Linked DNA regions of Hordeum vulgare: region 2 is linked to region 1. A link is a contact called in public Hi-C data. All regions are on one chromosome and are shown on one strand. Each heading gives the region's core, a stretch centred on a gene start, on an enhancer-like site or on the middle of the called end of the contact. The rest is flanking DNA. Distances are from core to core; before and after follow the strand shown. Region 1 holds the start of LOC123444897 (delta-1-pyrroline-5-carboxylate synthase 2). Region 2 has its middle 47 kb from the start of LOC123444900.

Region 1 (4,583 bases), core at 1,409-3,908:
TGATTTTAGTACATTGTGATTTGTGGACATCTCATGTTGTAAGGTTCTCCGAATTTTAGTATTACCTTATCATTTTGGATTAATTCACTCACTATTCGTGGTCCTTCCCCATGCGCAACAAATATGACACATCCACCGTTCTTCAACGCCCTTTTAACTTTGACACATCCACCATCCTCCCCCATGCACAACAAATATGACACATCCACCGTTCTTCAACGCCCTTTTAACTTTGACACATCCACCATCCTCCCCCATGCACAACAAATATGACACATCCACCGTTCTTCAACGCCCTTTTGACTTTGTCCACACCCAATTCAATGTAATCATCAAAGCCATAATTTTAGGAATATTAAATTCCTTCTTACATGTACAAAGTAAATATAAAAATTACCATGGTAATCCAAGTCTTTTTTACCATGATAGTGTTTAGAACACATAAAATAAATACAAAAAAGCCATAGTAACCATGCATTTTGCTAGTCGATACAAATCATATCAACACTTCATATATGCGTGTAAAAGTGTATAATACTCATGAAACATGAGCTTCGAATATTTAGATTTGTTTTTTCGTCTTTGAATAAGGGATGTTTCAATTTCAAACCCTTCCTTAGGTTAACTGGGCTCATTTGCATCTGACATGTCATTGATGATAAATTAGGAAAAATATTGTTCTATAGAGTAACTCGAACGGAGGCAATATATAATTTTGTTACTCGAGCTAATGTTTTTAGCAAAGAGTTCTTCCCTTAAACTGATAACACAATCATATGTACTATATCGCATCCAGCCCTTCCATCACCAACATCCTAAACTAACACGACTCATTTTGTACAACAATTTTGTCGACCACACTCCATATGTTCGTTACATAAAAATATATTAATACATAGTTAGATGGTTAAATCTACCCCCAATATCATGCTTGATTAGGGACCAGGTGGGATCGAATGAAATGGTTATGGAAACTTTGAATGAGATGAAAAGAAAAAAGACGTTATGAACAACATAACTTTTTCATATCTCGTGTGGTCAATGGGGCGGAAATAGAAAGAGACCAAGTATTGAACAAATTGTTTTGTTGTTTTAGTTACCAACACAACTCTTGGCCGAAGTTCTCCTGAATGCAACCGGTTCGTTCTGTAACACTTTGCTGCATCCCATGAGACAAAGACCACAAAGTCCAAGACCGTTACATTCTGGTATGTCCAGGGCTCTGAACTAAACAATACCTAAATGTCTTTGGTCCACAACATATATGTCAATCCATCGACATAGTACTTCGCTAGCATGTACATGTTCTAGAAAGATGATGAAATATATCATTTTATTGGACACACAAACTAAACGTGTTTAGTTAGATTAATTTACAGCTCCTCTTTTCCTATTTCATTTTTCACGAAACTAATAACACACTGATATGTCTTGGTGTGATCTCATCCTCATATGTTGATTTGCGTATCCACCGCTTCCCACCAACATTCTGTTCATTTTCACCACCTACATCCTAGAATGTATGATTCAATCATGCACTACGGTTTTGGTGGCTGCACTCTAGCAGTTTTGGTTGTCTTTCATACATGGCAAAAACAAGCACATGCATATGAGATCCACATAATATATCACCGCTAATCATATGTTTGATCGTGTGAATCAACCGGAATTAAAGTGAAATGGTTCTAGAATTGGGATAAGATGAACATGTGTTATGTTTGGTGAACATAATATTGTGTTTACATCGAGATTTATATTCCATTTGATTGAGGGAATAAAAATGGAAACCAACCAAGCATGAAATCAACTGTCTTGTCGGCATCAAAGTTATCATCGGGACGAACGGGTTTCGCTACCGGCCAAACGTTCCATTCAATGGAACGAACGGAGTCCTTCCGTTTCACGCTCGCCGCATTCCGTGAACCTAAGGCCCACAACTTCTAAAACCGTTCCGTTCCATTCTACTCGGTTCCCTCGCGGCCTCGACGGAACACCACCTGACCTAAGCGTCCATGTTCCACGGCACATACCCGAATCCTTGGACACACCATTGACCATTCCGCTAGCGGGTAGCGCCACATTCTCACCTCCTTGGAACTCCAAACCATGTACGTACTGTAGCACATACATGTGCCGGCATGCAGCCTCCTTTAAGGAAGGGCCCTCTAAAGGAAAGACGTGAGCGTGCAAACGCAAACAAACAAATTGGCTGGTGCATCAAAACGGCCACAACAATCCACCCCATGCCAGAGCCAGCAGCACGAGTGTAGTATGCACCATGCACCACTCCTACTCCTACGGGCACTACCACGACCGGACGAGCCAGCCGGCCTCAGAAACGATCAAAAGAGCCTACCCCGCAAGCGTCCACTGCGGCGCGCGCGCACCAGCACACCACCACGCCGCTGCTGTGTCCAGGTGCGGGGCGACAGCTGGCGCTCGATCCATCCATCCCGCCCGCCCTATATTTCCTCGGCCCCGGGGGGATATTTTGCGCAACGGCCTTCCCCCCGCGCGCGCACACGCGTCCGCCCCGCACGGGCGGCCGAGGCGGTGGCCGCGGGCGGGCCGCAGACGATCTAGGGCCGCCATCGCGCCGCACACGTACCCCGGACGCGACGGCCCGCTCGCTCCCCCCTCCCCCTTTAAATCGGGGGCGCCCGGTAGCTCCACTTGGTATCCCACGGTTCTGTTCCGCCGCTTCCACCCACCTCCACCTTGACCTCGCCTCGCCCACCCGTTCTCCCTCGCTCCCTCTTCTTTTTTTTGTCTCTCCCTTCCTCGCCTCGCCCGTCTCGATCGGGAGCGAGCGAGCGAGCGAGAGCGGGTCGCCGCGCCGGGGGGAGAAGCGGGAGCGGAGAATGGGCAGGGGTGGCATCGGGGGCGCCGTTGCGGCGGCGGACCTCGAGAACAGCGACTCCACCCGCTGCTTCGTCAGGGACGTCAAGCGCATCGTCGTCAAGGTTGGTGGTACTCCCATGCATGCATGGCCAGCTTTTCCTCCTCCTCCTCGATACGAATCTAATGCCGCCGCCGCCGTTTTGTTGGGCCGGTTCGTTGGAACTGCTTTTGCTTTCCCCTTCTTCTCCGGCGTGCGTGATCCTGGCCCGAGCGCGTCGGGGCTAGCACGGGTGATCGGGGAAAGCGTCGGGGCTGGCACGGGCGAAAAGGTCCCGATCTGATGACGTCAGCGAGCTGATTTAGCAGAGTATCTATCTATATTCAAACAAAGGCGGCGAAAATAGCTTCGATTCGCCGCACCTCATGTTATTATGGCGTGGCATAAATATAAAAGATCACGTGCGAGGTTCTAGATTAACCCCGCTGGTAAAAACGACGGAGGAGATCCCTGAAACTGAATTACGAAGTTATTTTTCATATATAGTATAGTTCGTTGCGAGGTAAAAAAATGTTTTTTTTACTTGGTCGCTAAGCAAATCGGTGTTATGTGTTCGTCGGGTTCATCCATCTAACCGCTTTCTCGTGCGAGCAGGTCGGCACCGCTGTTGTCACCGGGCAGAATGGCCGACTCGCCATGGGCAGGCTCGGAGCTCTCTGCGAGCAGGTAACTCGACTTTTCTGACGAGCCATGTGCTTTTAACTCAACTTTTTTTACAGCGGTTTCAGCTAAACCTGTAAAAAATTCTTTTTGCAGTTGCTAACCGGTGAATATGTGGAAATGTTTCAGGTGAAGGAGCTTAATTTCCAGGGGTATGAGGTGATCCTGGTCACCTCCGGCGCCGTTGGCGTCGGGAGGCAGAGGCTCAAGTACCGGAAGCTAATCAACAGCAGGTTGCAGAGAGTTTTTGGTCACAGCAGTTTGCTGACGGCTATTAGCTCTGGTAATTTCGTCATTACCTTTGCTGATATTTCTCCTTGCTTGCAGCTTTGCGGATCTGCAGAACCCACAGTTGGACCTGGACGGGAAGGCCTGCGCTGCCGTCGGCCAGAGTGGCCTCATGGCTATCTACGATACGCTGTTTAGCCAAGTGGGTTCTGCTAACTGCTCTTCTTTCTTTTGTTGTTGTTTGAGGTTAACGTGTTTCTGACAGCAGACTCACCTTCCTGCAGCTTGATGTGACATCGTCTCAGCTTCTTGTCACCGATCGCGATTTCCGGGATCCAAGTTTTGGGCACCAGCTTCGTGAGACTGTCGTCTCTCTGTTAGATCTTAAAGTGATACCAGTGTTTAATGAGAACGATGCTATCAGTACGAGGAGAGCGCCATACGAGGTGTGCTTTCTCTCAAAGAACAATTGACATGCACACCCAAGCTTCAGACTTTTTTGTGTCTCTAATGTTATCTCTGGACCAGGAGCTTAATTCACAATATGTCTGTAGTCTAGGCATTCATTTTGCTTTTCATCTGCAGGCAACCTCTGTTATTATTTTGTACAACATCTGTCTTGCTGAATTGGTCCACGTATGCAGCAGCTAGTTTATCTTTCCTTACTCTGTAAATAGAATATCTGAATATGTAGTGTCCTGTTTAGTTTCAGTGATCGGGATGTTCATCCGTCCAGGCTTTGCAAAATGATGGCTATGCATCAACTTTATGAATATTCCCACTAGCAATGACTATT
Region 2 (4,965 bases), core at 1,409-3,908, 54 kb before region 1:
TGTTGGAGATGCTCTGACACATGAGCACAAGTTTAAGTTGACATATTACTCCCTGCGTTCCTAAATATAAGTCTTTTAAAAAGTTTTATTAATAGACTACATACAGATGTATATAGACATATTTTAGAGTGTATATTTAATCATTTTGCTTCGTATGTAGATCCCTAGTGAAATCGTTTAAAAGACTTATATTTAGAAAGAGAGGAAGTAGTTTTCTCTGAAAAACTGTCTAACATGCGTACACATCATAAGAATATAATGCGTACCCAAACTCTTCCCCTCCCCTGGTAGAAAATGCACGTTCTATTAGGACTTTACGTACACCCATGATGGTAATCTTGCATCTTGTTGCGTGCGGGTGATAGTGACAATGTTTTTGTGATGTATATATTATATCTCAGTTGGTCAGTCCTCCACCACACCTTCAGGACGCCATTCGCTAGGATTCTTCAAGATTTTCACGTGATTTTTCATGTCAAATTGAATTCTTTTGTGGTATCGATTCATCATGTTCATATCCTTTAAAATTAACTCAAAAGAACTGGCCCTCAGAGGTAGACCCGTATCTTTGCTGCATGCAAATTTTGTCGTTGGATCCACATATCAATGGCTCACACCGAAACTAAGATTACATCTAGACACCACCAATTTTGATTCAATGCGTGTCATTGGCACTACAACGTGCACCTATGCACTAGAAAGAAATATTACGCTTGTAGTTCATCCTAAACTGGTTATCGAGAGTACAAATAAGTTCATGGACTCTCAATGGTCGTTTTTCTATTACTAGGAGATCCACTAAGTGGCGACATCTCACATATCTAGATCGGGATGACACATATGCGTTTACATAGTGATGTTCAGTGGAACTTTGGGGAAGCTCTCTGTGACACGTCGAATTAGAATATGTGGGTGAGAACTATTCTGGATATTGTCCAAGGCCATATATGTCTTAAAATTTCAATGATGTCGATAATTGATTTAAAATTTAAAATTGTGAGAGGCCACATCCAATCTGATATCAATTCTACACCCGCCAAGTGTTTGAATTATTATGGTGGATCAACCAAGAACTATCCAATCCATTTGTACCATACCACACTTTGATTGACACGTGGTCACAAGTTTAAGCTGTCATGTTTTAGAGCAACTCCAACGTGTCGATCCAAACAGGCATCGTTTTTGTTCGTTTTTTGTCCATTTGGATAGTTCTTCGTCCGACGTTCGTCCTGTTTTAGATTTGGATCGGCAATGCGCTCAACGCGTCGACCCATTTCATGTCCGCACAATTTTTTTAAAAGACCCGCGACCACAGATCATGCTAGTGACCATGTCTCATGCCGGCACCATGCCAGCGCCGTCATATAGAGCGCCTCCCTCGTTGCCGCCGTGAGGCGTGCGTTGGTGACCTCCTGCTGCGCGGCGGCGGCGACGACGGCCGCCGCGATGGCTTCATCCCTCGCGTCCGCCGCGTGCCTGCGACCCTTCCTCTTGGCAGGCTCCCTTGCGCGTTGTTCGGGCGTCGGCGTCTTCTTTGGCTTGGGCGAGACGGTGGTTTTGCGGGGGCCGCAAGGCTTGCCTTTGCCAGAGGGGCGGTCGTCATGCCGGACGAGGCGAGGGAGGCGAGGCCGGCGGCGGCGTTGAGGTCGTCGTCCATGGCGGGGCTGGGGTGGGAGCGCGTGCGGACGGAAGGTTTTTTGGGGGAAATGAAGAGAAATGATCGAGGATGCCACCGACCAGCAGTCCCGGGGGAGGAAAAGGGGTGCGCCCGCGTCCGTCTCGTGTCTGCACCGACGCAAATCTAGGTCAAAAATGGACCGTGAATGGGTCGGCAGACGGATGCCAAGCGAAAGCGCGTCCGTTTGGGTCGGCGCGTTGGACCGACTTTTATATCTACACCGAGTCAAACAAACTTCAGCGGACGAAATGGGTCGCTCCATTAAAGTTGATCTTAGTTTCCTCTACCAAATTTCTAACGTGCGTACACGTAATAAGAATATAATGCGCACCCAAATTCTACTCTCCCTGAGCACAAAATGCACGTTTAATTAGGGCTTTGCGTATGCTGGAGATGGTGATGGCGATCTTGCATCTTGTTGCATGCTGGTGATGATAACAAATGTTCTGGTGATCTGTCTCAGTCGGTCAGTCCTCCACCACACCCCCGGGACGCGATTTTCTCCGACGCGGCAACTCGAAAGCCACGTCGAAGTTGGGCGCGTCCGTTGCCGCTTTTGTATGCATACGGTGAGGTTGACGAATCATCGCACTGGCTCATGGACTTCCCTTACAAAACACAAACTCGCCATCCATGCGTTGTGTGTGTGTGGTGGGTCGGGGAGTGCATGCGTTCTGGAGAACCATTGCACGGTTGTTGCATCTCCTTCTTCAGAAAAAAAAAAACAGGAGGAATAATGGAGATGTTTTGGATGGACGTCGCGTGTTGGCGTACCTCCTCTGGACACGTCGCGCCTCCATGATCCCGATCGTTGGCCTGCTTGATTGAGCGTCGGCTCCTCAAGCATATCGCCCTGACACGTCCCGTCTACGTTGCACGGCTTAATCACCACCCTGACACGTCCCACTGTCCTGCTCGCCTTAATCATTGGTCGCTGTTTTGGATTCAACCTCTTGACGTCACTGCCTTCTCATAGTTATCAGCTTCGTCATGTGACGCTCTGTCTGGACTGGCGGGGCACGTGGCGACGGCGTGCGCTTCAGGCTATGGAAGTCACGCTGCCAATGTACTCCTACTACGTGTTGCAGGATACAAACCCAGTTCAGAGAATATGCTGCTGGTTACGTAGGTACACCTCCAGTGCTCGGCACCGCACGACTGGCTTGAGTACCGCGAAGAAACGAACTTCTACATGGCGACGGCTAAACAAACAACTGTGGTTACATGAAAAGGATAGTTCGATGAATTGCAATAGTGTCGTTTAGAGCAACTTCAAAGCGCCGACCCAAACTGACAACGCTTTTGTTTGCTTTTTGTCTGTTTGGATCAGCCGTCCGCTCGACATTTAGCTTGTTTAAGATTTGGTTTGGCAGCGTATTCAACGCCCGCGATCCATTTTATATCGACGCACACATTTAGAAAGTAGATCAAGGCAACAACCATGTCGTCGTCCAAAGTTCATGTCGGCATCATGTGAGCGGCCGACAAATAATGCCAGCTTTAGAAAACAGTTCATGCTGACGCACTTGCGAGCGGCCGGCACACATGTCAGCACACAAAAAGGAACAGGAGTTCGACCACGCCATCGCGGTTGTGGTCATGCCAGCACACTTGCCAGCATACAAAAAAGGATGACGCTCGACGCCATAGATCACTCATCGTTGAACTTGAGCATGTCGGCATGCATCTTCTCGTACCACGACCTCTTTCTTGACAACACGGTGTTGAGATCCACCTTCATGATCTCTACCCTTGTCATCATGCTAGCGAGAGCAACTTCTTTCGCCTTGGTCTTGGCATTGGCGGCCTCGATCTCTAGCATCTTGGCTTGCTCCCCCCTCCATCTCAAGCATCCTGACTTGCTTCTCCGCCTCCATCTCAAGCCTCCTCTGTATCTCCATGAAGGCGTTCATTTGCTCTTGCTTGTTTTGCCGGCGCTTCTACTCCCTTGAATCCTTCTTGCTAATCATGTCCTCCACGGTTGCGATCAAGGCGATCGACGCCGCATTCCGCTTGTCCTCCTTCTTGAAGTTGGTCTTTCCTCGCGGCCGTGGCTTCTCACCCTCCTCAATCTCCTCCACGGCTTCCTTCCCCCCATGTGATGTGAGTGCGGCATATTGGATCTTGAATTTCTTCTCATGGTTAATGATCCTCCAACAATGAGAAAGGTTGAAGGACTTGCCTTCGTGTTGGACCTTGAATGCGTATAAAGCTTGGAATGCCTATAAATGGATTAAATGCAAGCATATTAGCAAATGAACGTGAAAAAAAGAAGGGTGTATGCATGCATACCATGTCTTGCATGCCGATGCCACTCACGAGGCGTGCCTTGATGCTCTCATAAGTGGCACAAAACGTATTGCATTCTTGTTGGATCACCATCCATCGCTTCAAAATGGACACCCACCAGCGTGTGTTTTGCATTTGGTACGGCGGAAACTCTTGCGTTCGTGAAACTCACGATGGACACGAATCCAAAAGGTTGATGCCTTTTGTTCGGCGCTCACCTTGGGGTCTTGCCCAATGTCCCTCCAACACTCACAACGGAGCTTTTCCTCAGCCGCCGTGTATGCCTTCGTCCGTCTGCTCTTCCGCTTGGGCTGCACCCATGCGGCTCGCGTGGCGAGCTTGTCCTCGAACAAAGACTCCTCAATGATGTCCACCTCATCCTCGTCCTCGAGACCGCAGTCATCTGGAAACACGTGGTCGAGCGGGAAGCCGTCCACGTCGAGGCCGACCTGATCTTGCACGAAGGCGAGCTGCATGCCGGCTTGGTCATAGGTCGACGACGTGAACGGACGGCTCGGTCGTCCTGGTTTTGGGTCATTTCGGAATCATAGCCAGCCGCAGTCGCGGCGGCACCACCTACGGCCGCTAGAGCACCCTCGGGGATGATGATCTATATGAACCGATGAGCCCTCTCCTCGTGGATGGTCGCCGGCACTCCGTCGAACAGGTTACTTGTGCCGGAGCGCATGTCGGGTGGCATCTCCCGCGCGTGTTTCCTCATCCCACCAGATGACGAGCCATCGGCTACCGATGCGGCGTTGAAGTCGATGGGCACGGGCACTGGCGTGGAGGACGCCATCACGCTCACCTCCGATGAGCATTCCCGGAGAGGCGGGAGGCCTGCGGATAGACGTGGAAGTCGGGGATCGGCCGAGTCGTCGACGTGCGGGGCAACTCTGGTAACACCATCCGAGGGAAGGCAGACGAGCCTGTGTTGGTCGCGACCATGGCGGCGTTGACGAGCTCGTGCTGGGCATGGTTTAACCCTAGTTACAAAA

Evidence for each region. A called contact is a pair of places that touch in the nucleus more often than the background predicts.
Region 2: a Hi-C map of leaf shows a contact between it and region 1, with 4 times the contacts expected there. The contact joins the enhancer-like site here to the promoter of LOC123444897 in region 1. A contact is called at or near these places in 2 of 6 Hi-C or Micro-C datasets (leaf and seedling) and 1 of 1 datasets of contacts at active chromatin or transcription factors (embryo).

The regions. Positions count from the first base shown.
Region 1 is chr3H:547,889,512-547,894,094 of MorexV3_pseudomolecules_assembly, reverse strand. LOC123444897 (delta-1-pyrroline-5-carboxylate synthase 2) reads left to right here and starts at 2,658. Exons shown (of 21, transcript XM_045121779.1): 1 at 2,658-2,963; 2 at 3,494-3,565; 3 at 3,689-3,792; 4 at 3,887-3,989; 5 at 4,072-4,233. The coding sequence starts at 2,862.
Region 2 is chr3H:547,943,239-547,948,203 of MorexV3_pseudomolecules_assembly, reverse strand. No RefSeq gene overlaps it. Among protein-coding and RNA genes, the nearest start is that of LOC123444900, 47 kb to the left of the region's middle. Within about 2 kb of position 2,658, at least 3 of the 3 cell types and tissues checked have open chromatin away from gene starts, as enhancers often do. A contact at or near this core is called in leaf and seedling, where this site is marked.